Regions from separate parts of the Mus musculus genome. Here region 2 is linked to region 1. Evidence: chromatin contacts called from public HiChIP or PLAC-seq data. All regions are on one chromosome and are shown on one strand. The core of a region is the stretch at or near the end of the contact, and the rest is flanking DNA. Distances in the headings are between cores, read along the strand shown.

Region 1 (4,636 bases), core at 685-3,184:
AGCCCAGGCACACAGATAGTGCACATACATGTATGTAGGCAAAATATTATTGATACACGTAAAATAAATAAACCTGTAAACAATTAAAAAGAAAAAACAAAGCACAAGGAATAGTATACCAAATTTAACAATGAAAATGAATTTACCATCATTATTATTTTATTTTTGAGGTCCTGGCGATTGAACCTGATGACATTGTACATGCAATGTAAAGTCTTAATCACCAAACTAGACCTTCACCTGTTTTTTTTTTTTTTTAAGATTTATTTATTGATTATATGTAAGTACACTGTAGCTGTCTTCAGACACTCCAGAAGAGGGAGTCAGATCTTGTTGGGGATGGTTGTGAGCCACCATGTGGTTGCTGGGATCTGAACTCTGGACCTTCGGAAGAGCAGTCGGGTGCTCTTACCCACTGAGCCATCTCGCCAGCCCCCCCCCCCCTTCATCTGTTTTTATTCCACAGAAACAACTTAGAGCATTTTATTTCATGATCTATCACATGCCAGAATATACAGTTAAGAATTATTTGGAAGGGGGCTGGAGAGATGGCTCAGCAGTTAGGAGCTCTGACTGCTCTACAAAGGTCTTGAGTTCAAATCCCAGCAACCACATGGTGGCTCACAACAATCCATAATGAGATCTGACTCCTCCTTCTGGAGTGTCTGAAGACAACTACAGTGTACTTACACATAATAAATAAATAAATTAAAAAAAAAAAGAATTATTTGGAAGGCTGTGAAGAACCAAATGGTTTGTTGATCAGCAAAGTGGTACGATCAGAACTTCACTAAGAGAAATTGCTTGGTTTTGTTTTGTTTTCTGCATGCTAGAAAAATTGTAGGAACTACTGAGCTCAAGTGATCCTCCTGCCTCAGCTGCCTGTGGTGCTAGGCCTCAGGTACACCCCCTCTGGCTCCATCAAACCCATCGAATTAAAACTTTGCCCTAGAAAGTAGCCAAGGAGCTAAAGGGATCTGCAACCCTATAGGTGGAACAACATTATGAGCTAACCAGTACCCCGGAGCTCTTGACTCTAGCTGCATATATATCAAAAGATGGCCTAGTCGGCCATCACTGGAAAGAGAGGCCCATTGGACTTGCAAACTTTATATGCCCCAGTACAGGGGAATACCAGGGCCAAAAAGGGGGAGTGGGTGGGCAGGGGAGTGGGGGTGGGTGGATATGGGGGACTTTTGGTATAGCATTGGAAATGTAAATGAGTTAAATACCTAATAAAAAATGGAAAAAAAAAAAAAAAAAACTTTTCCCTGAATTCCTTGTTTGTTTGGTGGGTTTGGTTATGTTATTAGCTGTTCTGTGTTTTGTTTTTTTTAATTAATGAATTGATTTAGTGTTTAAAATGTGTATATGTTGAGTGTGGACACACACTTCCTTGTTTAAAGGACAACTTTTGGGGAGTCAGTTCTTTTCTTCCACCTTGTTTTAAGACAGGGTCTCTCTTGTTTCTGTCTTTAGACATCAGCTCCAAGGCTAGCTGGCCAATGAGCTTCTGACAGATTTCTCCTCTCTGCCTCCCATCTCACCGTATGAGCAGAGTGCGGATTGCACATTCATGCTGCTGCATCCAGATTTTTATGGGGATTTTGCTGATGCAACTCAGGTAGTTAGACTTGGCTAACAAGTACTTGCACGCTGACAGGTCCTCTGGTTTTGTTCTGTGTCTTCTGGTTTTGTTTTTGTTTTTGAGGTAGGGGTCACTCTAGCCCAGAGAATTTGGGATTCTCTCTGTGGCTCCATCTGGCTTCAAAGTCACTGCAGTCCTCACAGTTGAGCCTCCTGAGCACTGGGTTCACAGGCACGCAACACTATGCTCATTCGGTTGTGGTTTTGTCGCTGTTATTGCAGGGCAAGGGACTGAACCAGGAACTGAGGAACCGGAAGATACAGAGCAGGATGACTTCAGATCCAGATCCAACCAGGCCAGGCCCGGAGATACCGGGTAGCCTTCTGCTACCGCTGTTGTAGTTAAACAAGGCCTTTACAATATTTGCTTTCCTATTTTTACCTATGGAAAGCAGGATTTATGTCTCATTGACCATTTACTAAGTAAACCATAGTTTCTGATTTGCTCACTGTCATTGTACAACCTTCTAAAGAATTATTTTATGACTGAGTAGACTGAGGTTTAAAAAGATTAAGGACAAGGGTACTTGCCTCTAAAGCATATATGCACACACACACACACACATATATATGTATGTGTGTATATATATATATATGTAAATATTCATTTCTTTTCCTTTATATGTATGGGTATTTTCTCTGCATGCTGTGTCTGTGTACCACATGTTTATAGTGCCCTCAGAGAGGCGAGAAGAGGGTGGTGGATCCTCTGGAGTTACCTATTGCTATCAGTTGCCACGTGGGAGCAGGGAAGCAAACCCAGGTCTTCTGGAAGAGCATCAAGTGCTCTTAACCCCACAGTTGTCTCTCCAGCCCCTAAAGCCTGTATACTTTTAGTTTTTAAAGAAAAACAAACTTAAAAATAGGAAACCAGTGTTTTGCTGTCCTGATCATGTCTCTGTTGTATTTAAGGCTAGTCTCCACACAGAATGGCCAGGATAATTATTAACCTTTTAGAAACTTAAAGGTAATTATTTTAATTAGTATGTTGGAGACTCACACACACACACAAAAACTTTTTTTAAAAAGATATCTCTTATATTTCTTTTTAGAATATTAAACTTGTGGCATCAAAAAAGCATAAAACCAAAGAGCAACATCACCTTCTGAGAGGGTTTGTGACCACCTGTACCACAGATTCAACCAGTAAAGGAGGTGTGCATTAGAGAAAGGGGGAACTTAGAAACCCAGAGACAGGAGCTGAGGTCTCTGGCTGGAGTTACTCTACTCTTCTGTAAGAATTCATTTCATCACTCTGGGAAGGAAAAGAAAAGATGGCCTTCACAGCTCAGAGGCAGATAGGACCAGACACCAGCTCAGGATGAATGAGATCTGCCCTTATAAATGGCCAGCTGGTTCACTTTCCCTTCCTTTCCCTCTGTTCCCACAGAGCCTTTTGGAAAAGCTTAAATGCTTCAGGCTGACTTAACTATGCGACAGGAAGGGAAGGGAAGAGATATCTCCACCTTAAACCAAAGGTTACTAGGAAAGAGTAGGTCCTCCTGAGGCCAGCCTGTGGGTGACAGTGGTACAGGCACCCACTTTGTAAAACTCAGGACATTGGGGCCTGAGCAACCAAAGCACTTCTCACTGTAGTCCTGGCAGTAGCTTTCCCTTCTCTTCCTGCTGTGGATTGGTATGAAGGAGGGAGCCAGGTGTTCGTTATCTCCAAGTCAGATACATTAATGAGTCACGATATCAAGTTAATGGGTGTCAAAGGGAGGCAGTATAAAACGACAAGAAAAACGCCAGGACTTGGGAAGGAAAAGGAGATTCCCACTGTGGGGTCTGATTGAAGTCTGTCACCAACTGAAAATCACAGTACAATTATCATACTGCCGTGATGGCTGTGAACCAGTCAATATCACACAAACACACACACACACACACACACACACACACACACACACACTTTCTCATGTTGAGAGGGCTTCCTGAACCTGAGTTGGTCAAACTCCCTATGCAGTAGAAGATAAACTTGACTTTCTAATCCTCCTGCCTCTACCCCTGCCACTCTGCAATTCAGAATGCCACTCCTCAAGGGTTGATTTGAACTGGTGGCTTCGTGCATGCTAGGCAAGCGTTGTCCTAACTGAGCCACATTCCTGTAGAGCAATTTTCAAGTAAGAATGTCAAACTAGCAACAAAGCATGCTTAAGGCCTGAGTGTATATGATTTTGAGTATGATCTTACTTCTCTTCTGGATAGTTTCTGGGAATATTATGAACAAGATTATTCTGTGCAAAGATAACCTTACCTTCCTATGATCCATGGTTTTGTTTTGTCAGCTTTTAACCCAGTCTGATGCAACTCAGGAAAAACCCTATGATCTCTACTAACTTCCTTACCCACCCCTTAAGGATAATAACTCAAACGCACATAAAATTCGAGTATGGCTGCCACAGTAAGTGTGGCTCTTTTTAAGCAGCCAACACCCATGCTCTTGGCTGTTTCCTCTTCTGTCCCCCGAGCACCTTTATATTATCCTACACTTAATCTGTTTCTTTAAGTCAGACATGGTGCACATAACTTTAGCCTCAACACTCAGGAGGCAGAGGCAGGTGAATCTCTGCAAACTCAAGGGCAGCCTGGTCCATATAGTAAAGCCCTGTCTCAAAAAAAAAGGAAAAAGAGAGAGAGAGAGAGAGAGAGAGAGAGAGAGAGAGAGAGAGAAAAGGAAAGGAAAGGAAAGGAAAGGAAAGGAAAGGAAAGGAAAGAAAAGAAAAGAAAAGAAAAGAAAAGAAAAAGGAAGGGAGGAAGGGAGGAAGGGAGGAAGGGAGGAAGGAAGGTAGGTGGCTGGAGAAATGGCTCAGTAGTTAAGAGCACTGACTGCTCTTCCAAAGGTCCTGAGTTCAATTCCCAGCAACCACATGGTGGCTCACAACCATCTGTAATCTGTCTGAAGACAGTTACAGTGTACTCATATAAAATAAATAAATAAATCTAAAAGGAATAAATAAATCTAAAAAAAAAAAAAACCAAAAAGAAA
Region 2 (4,636 bases), core at 563-3,062, 590 kb after region 1:
AATTACCCCAATTGTCATTGTGCTCAGGGGAGGGCACTATGGGTAAGTCCCTAAAGCCGTAGTGGAGAGTCAAAGTGTAGACGCTGCGCAGAGCTGCATGGCCTAAGATGGCTGTTCTGCCTCTATAGGAACTCACAAGATGCATAGGATATTGGATGGGCAAGAATTTTCAGTTGTTTCCTTAATCTAGTTGTGTGATGGTTTTTGTGGGTTTATTATAACCAAGGCCCTATTTTAGAATCATCTCTCTACTTGAGAAGCAACTTTTATGAGAAAAGTATAAAATGCAGGTTTTACCATCTTTAGCTTTGAACTTTAAACTGTTGTTGCTAGATAATAAGGGTTCCTTAAATTCAGGAACATAGCACCTTTAAAATCAAACTGTGGCAAAATGTGGACTCCTAAGATCAAAATTGGCACCGTTATCTAGTCTTTATACATTGGGATTGACTTGTCTGTTTTTTTCCTTGTTAAAGGTGAAACTGCCACCCCTCGGGCCATTCTCACAGGCCATGACTACGAGATCACCTGTGCTGCTGTCTGCGCTGAGCTGGGCCTGGTGTTAAGTGGTTCCCAAGGTAAAGTTGTGGTTTCTTCAAAGTGTTGGCTTCTTTTGTCATATTAATGTGAACAGAAATGAGGTTGGATCCTGTTCTCTAAAACTCCAGTCTATTATGGTAGCCACACAGGGCTACTTAAATATATGCTACTTAAAACTCACATTCTGTAAGAGCAATAGCTACACTTGGAGATAGAATATTCTCATAAGGACCAAAAGCCTGGTTTTAGTTTTAGCTCCCTGGTCTAAATCTAAGGATTCTAGCTACTCTATAAACAGCAGCAGTTGGTGACCTAATCTCCATGAAGCAGGAACAAGGAACATCTTTATATGTTTGTTTATTTCTCTGACCTCCAGAAGGTTGAATGGGAATCCTGGCCCTGACTTTAGTATATGTGTGCCCACATTCGTGCCATATCATGTGTGTAGAGGACAGGTGACTTGTGATGATTGGTTCCCTTCCTTCACAATGTGTGGGGACCAGGGATTAAAATCAAGCCATCAGGTTCAGCAACAAGTCCCTTTACCTGCTAAGCCATCTTGACAGCCCCTGACTCTGCTTCACTTCCGGATTTCAGAACTAAGCAGGCCTAGAGTGACATGACAGACACTGGAGTGTAGAGGACTTGAGCTAGTTTGCTGGATCATCTGCTGCTAGCACTTGCCTGAGGTTAGAGGTACTGAGTGCTCCTTCCAAGAGCAGGTGAAACAGACCAGGATCCAGCAGCAAAGAAGCTGTTTGCAGTTCAGTGCCTCTTCCTCCACCTACCAGTCTGCCCGTCTCCTCTCTGTGATGGGGACTGAGCAGAGGACTCCTATCACCTGGTGTGTTTTAAGCTCAGAAGCACAGAGCATCTGAGTCACTGTCTCTGCAGCTTGAACTAGAGTAGTACAGCTATCGGGCCAGAATGAATATTTAAAGTTTTGCTTTGAAAAACGTAGTTGGTCAAAGCAGTGAAAAAGTAGTATGATCCCTTGGACTGTATCTAACCCATATCAAACCTTAAAATTAATTACTATTATAGACCATCCCTGCTTTGCACAGTAAAATGACATGTAAACAGAAATCACACAGAATTATCTGAGACACTGTCTCGGTGGGAAATTTTTTTTATTTTATTTTTTTATCATTTTCCATGGTCTAAAAGTTTTTGTCAAAACATTAGAAACAGCCAGGCAAAGCACATACCTTTAGTCCCAGCACCCAGGAGGTAGAGGCAAGGGGGAATCTCTGAATTCAAAGCCAACATGACCTACAATGAGTATCTGGACAGCCAAGGCTACATAGCAAGGCTAGACACCTTATCTCAAAAATAAAGCTAAAAACAAACCCAGCCGTGCAGTTTCATGTCTTTGAGAAACAGTTCTCAGGGACAGGTGAACATGGGCACCAGTCTTGTTCTGAAAACCTAAGCATCTCTTCTGTGCCTGGGGAAATTGCCAGTCCTCTTCTGTTTGAGCGGTTCACTTTTCTTTTGTTTAAGTGTTATGACACACCCTCAAGGGTCCCCTAATGTGGGGCTTTCCTTAGTTTCACTTCCTCTGGACATCATCAGCTCTGTTACAACCACTGTCCTGAGTTATGCCAGCAAGTTTCCTTTGTCCGTTTCCTGGCTGCGTATCTAGTGTCTTGGCAGCATCCGGAGCTGACTCTGCTCTCTCTACAAAATACTCCATTTATATTCACTTCTTTATTGAAGCTCATCATTGTTGGCCAATACCCTTCTCTGGTTACCTCCTTTTATAAAATGCCGCATGGCTGTTACTGTGAAAGGAGAGGCAACAAAGCTGCTGTTTGCTGTCTGTGTGACCTAAACAACAGATGCTGGTTACTTATATGCCTTCAACGCGGTGATGTGGGGTCTTCCAGTTGCTCAGCTGCTATTAATATACGCGTTCATGGTCTGAAGAGCTAGCCATGAAGTGTGTTTATACAACTGCTCTGATAACTGAAATCTGAACTGTGTTGTTGTGATGCTAGTGTTATTTAGGGAGTTGGAACTGAAGCTGATGTATCCTGAAACTATGCAAAAACAAACGTGTGCCTGTCTTGGGAAACACTGAAACAGAGAAGGCGTGCTCTAGTAGCCATGTAGGGAGCAAGCATATGTGAGACCAGGAACAAGGCAGGGCAAGGACCCACGCTCTCCCCGTCTCTCAAACAGAAAAGCTCTGGTGTGTGTGTGTGTGTGTGTGTGTGTGTGTGTGTGTGTGTGTGTGTGCTGGGGGGGGGGTGTTCAGCAGTTACTGTCCTCGGGGTCTCAGCCTGGGGTATCACTGGGGACTTGAGAGTGGCAGAAGCCACTGCCTGCTTTAGGGATATCAGGGAATATCTCACTCAGTTTAATAGTGGTAGAAGGAATCCAGTCTTTCAGCCACAGAGCTGTACGCAGTGAGAGAGAAGCTGCCCTGGCTGGCTGCATCTACATTGATGCAGTCTGCTCTGCCCAGCCCTCCAGGAAGGGTACCCCTGTGCCTGGCGGTGGCAGCATTTATACCCCAGCCTCCCGTGAAGCTGCTCTGGGACTGGAGATTGTCTTCCTTTTGGAGTTCTTCTTGTTTCTCCCCGCTCGTGTTATAATGGATTGCATACAGTAACTTCTGTCTCAGAGCATGAAGAGCCTCCAGTGGGAGGTGAGGGCGGCAAGCAGAAGAACCAGACTTTGCAAAGCGACTGGCATGACAGCTTCTGAGCGCTGGGAAGAACTGTACCATGGCACTGCAGCCCTGCTGACCACTGCCACGGAGCTGCACCGTCCATGTGTCCACCCTGTCTGTTTTCATTATATAATTCTGCCTCTTGTTCTCTTCTCAGAAGGGCCGTGTCTCATACACTCCATGAATGGAGACCTGTTAAGGACTTTGGAGGGTCCCGAAAATTGCCTGAAACCAAAACTCATCCAAGCATCGAGAGAGGGTCACTGTGTCATCTTCTATGAAAACGGCTGCTTCTGCACCTTCAGTGTGAACGGGAAGCTGCAGGCCACCGTGGAGACGGATGATCACATAAGGGTGAGTGCCGTAGGCTCCACCTTGTTCCTTTTACTGGGAAGCTCTAAGTAAAGGATAAGTTCACTGAAGCAGCCTAAGTCTGAACTAGCTGGGGCCTCCGTCCCATGCCAGAGGGGCAGCACTAGCTAGCACTTAGAAGCCCAGAGCACCTTGCTGCAGGCTAGTGCCTTCACTGTGGCCGTGTGCAGAGAACACCCACTGACTGATGTCCCATAGCTGATTCTAGCCATACCATTTCCTCTAAGTGCTACCTAACAGCAGACCCGGCTCTAAGATTCACTGTACAGCAAAGCTGAACTAGATTCTGCCTAAAACTGCTTTCTCTTCACATTGGAAACGGCAGCACGGAGTCGCTGTGTATTCTTGGGGTCAGCAGCTAATAGATATCTGCTCCGACCTACTGGAGAGCAACACCAAAGCAAGTCATGTTAGAGACTTGGGTGTCCAAATGACAGGCGCTGTTTCCCCTCCTGTCTGTAAGGAATGCTAAGCTAGTGGGCAGCACAGGTCTTGCCTTGCTTCTCAGGCCAGCCCCCAAGGCGCTAGACATAGGGGGGAAGAGAGCCAGGGTGCTCTTTGGGGATAAGCTAGGATGTCCCTGTCATTTTCTAAATGGAAATGGAAGAGCCAAGTGTGGTGGCACACGCCTGTAATCCCAGCACATGGGAAGCATAGGCAGATGGATCTCCATGAGTTCAAAGCCAGCTTGGTCTATAAAGAGAATTCCAAGACAGCCAGTGCTTCACAGAGAAGCCCTGTCTCAAAAAACAAAAACAAAAATAAAATAAAACAGGAACAGAGGCGATGTGGTCCATGTACAAGGAGGACATTTGAGTGGCAGCAGAGCCAGGCACTTCACAGGGTGGTGCAGTTACTCCTGCACAGTTAACTCATCGTCCTTACCACCACCGGGGCTTCCATGGCAGCTCTCCCCGGCACAGCGTGACCACCTCTTCTCCCAAGGAAACTCTAGGGTCTGGAAGTGAGCAACAGTGGTTGTGCACACAGGCAGGCAGCACTGGTCCAAAACCAAAGGCCCTGATGCTCTGGGATTCAGGCCTCAGT

What was found. HiChIP or PLAC-seq counts read pairs in DNA pulled down with a chosen protein or histone mark.
Region 2: an H3K27ac HiChIP or PLAC-seq map of acute myeloid leukemia shows a contact between it and region 1, with 6 times the contacts expected there. The contact joins two enhancer-like sites. A contact is called at or near these places in 1 of 484 Hi-C or Micro-C datasets (embryonic stem cells), 1 of 115 datasets of contacts at active chromatin or transcription factors (acute myeloid leukemia) and 1 of 9 other capture datasets (embryonic stem cells).

What each region holds. Positions count from the first base shown.
Region 1 is chr3:86,178,012-86,182,647 of GRCm38.p6, forward strand. No RefSeq gene overlaps it. Among named protein-coding and RNA genes, the nearest start is that of Gm23025, 11 kb to the right of the region's middle. Within about 2 kb of position 1,935, at least 2 of the 459 cell types and tissues checked have an H3K27ac peak or open chromatin away from gene starts, as enhancers often do. A contact at or near this core is called in acute myeloid leukemia, where this site is marked.
Region 2 is chr3:86,772,624-86,777,259 of GRCm38.p6, forward strand. Lrba (LPS-responsive beige-like anchor) reads left to right here. Exons shown (of 57, transcript NM_030695.2): 54 at 477-578; 55 at 3,375-3,571. Among named protein-coding and RNA genes, the nearest start is that of Gm52625, 25 kb to the left of the region's middle. Within about 2 kb of position 1,813, at least 101 of the 459 cell types and tissues checked have an H3K27ac peak or open chromatin away from gene starts, as enhancers often do. A contact at or near this core is called in acute myeloid leukemia, where this site is marked.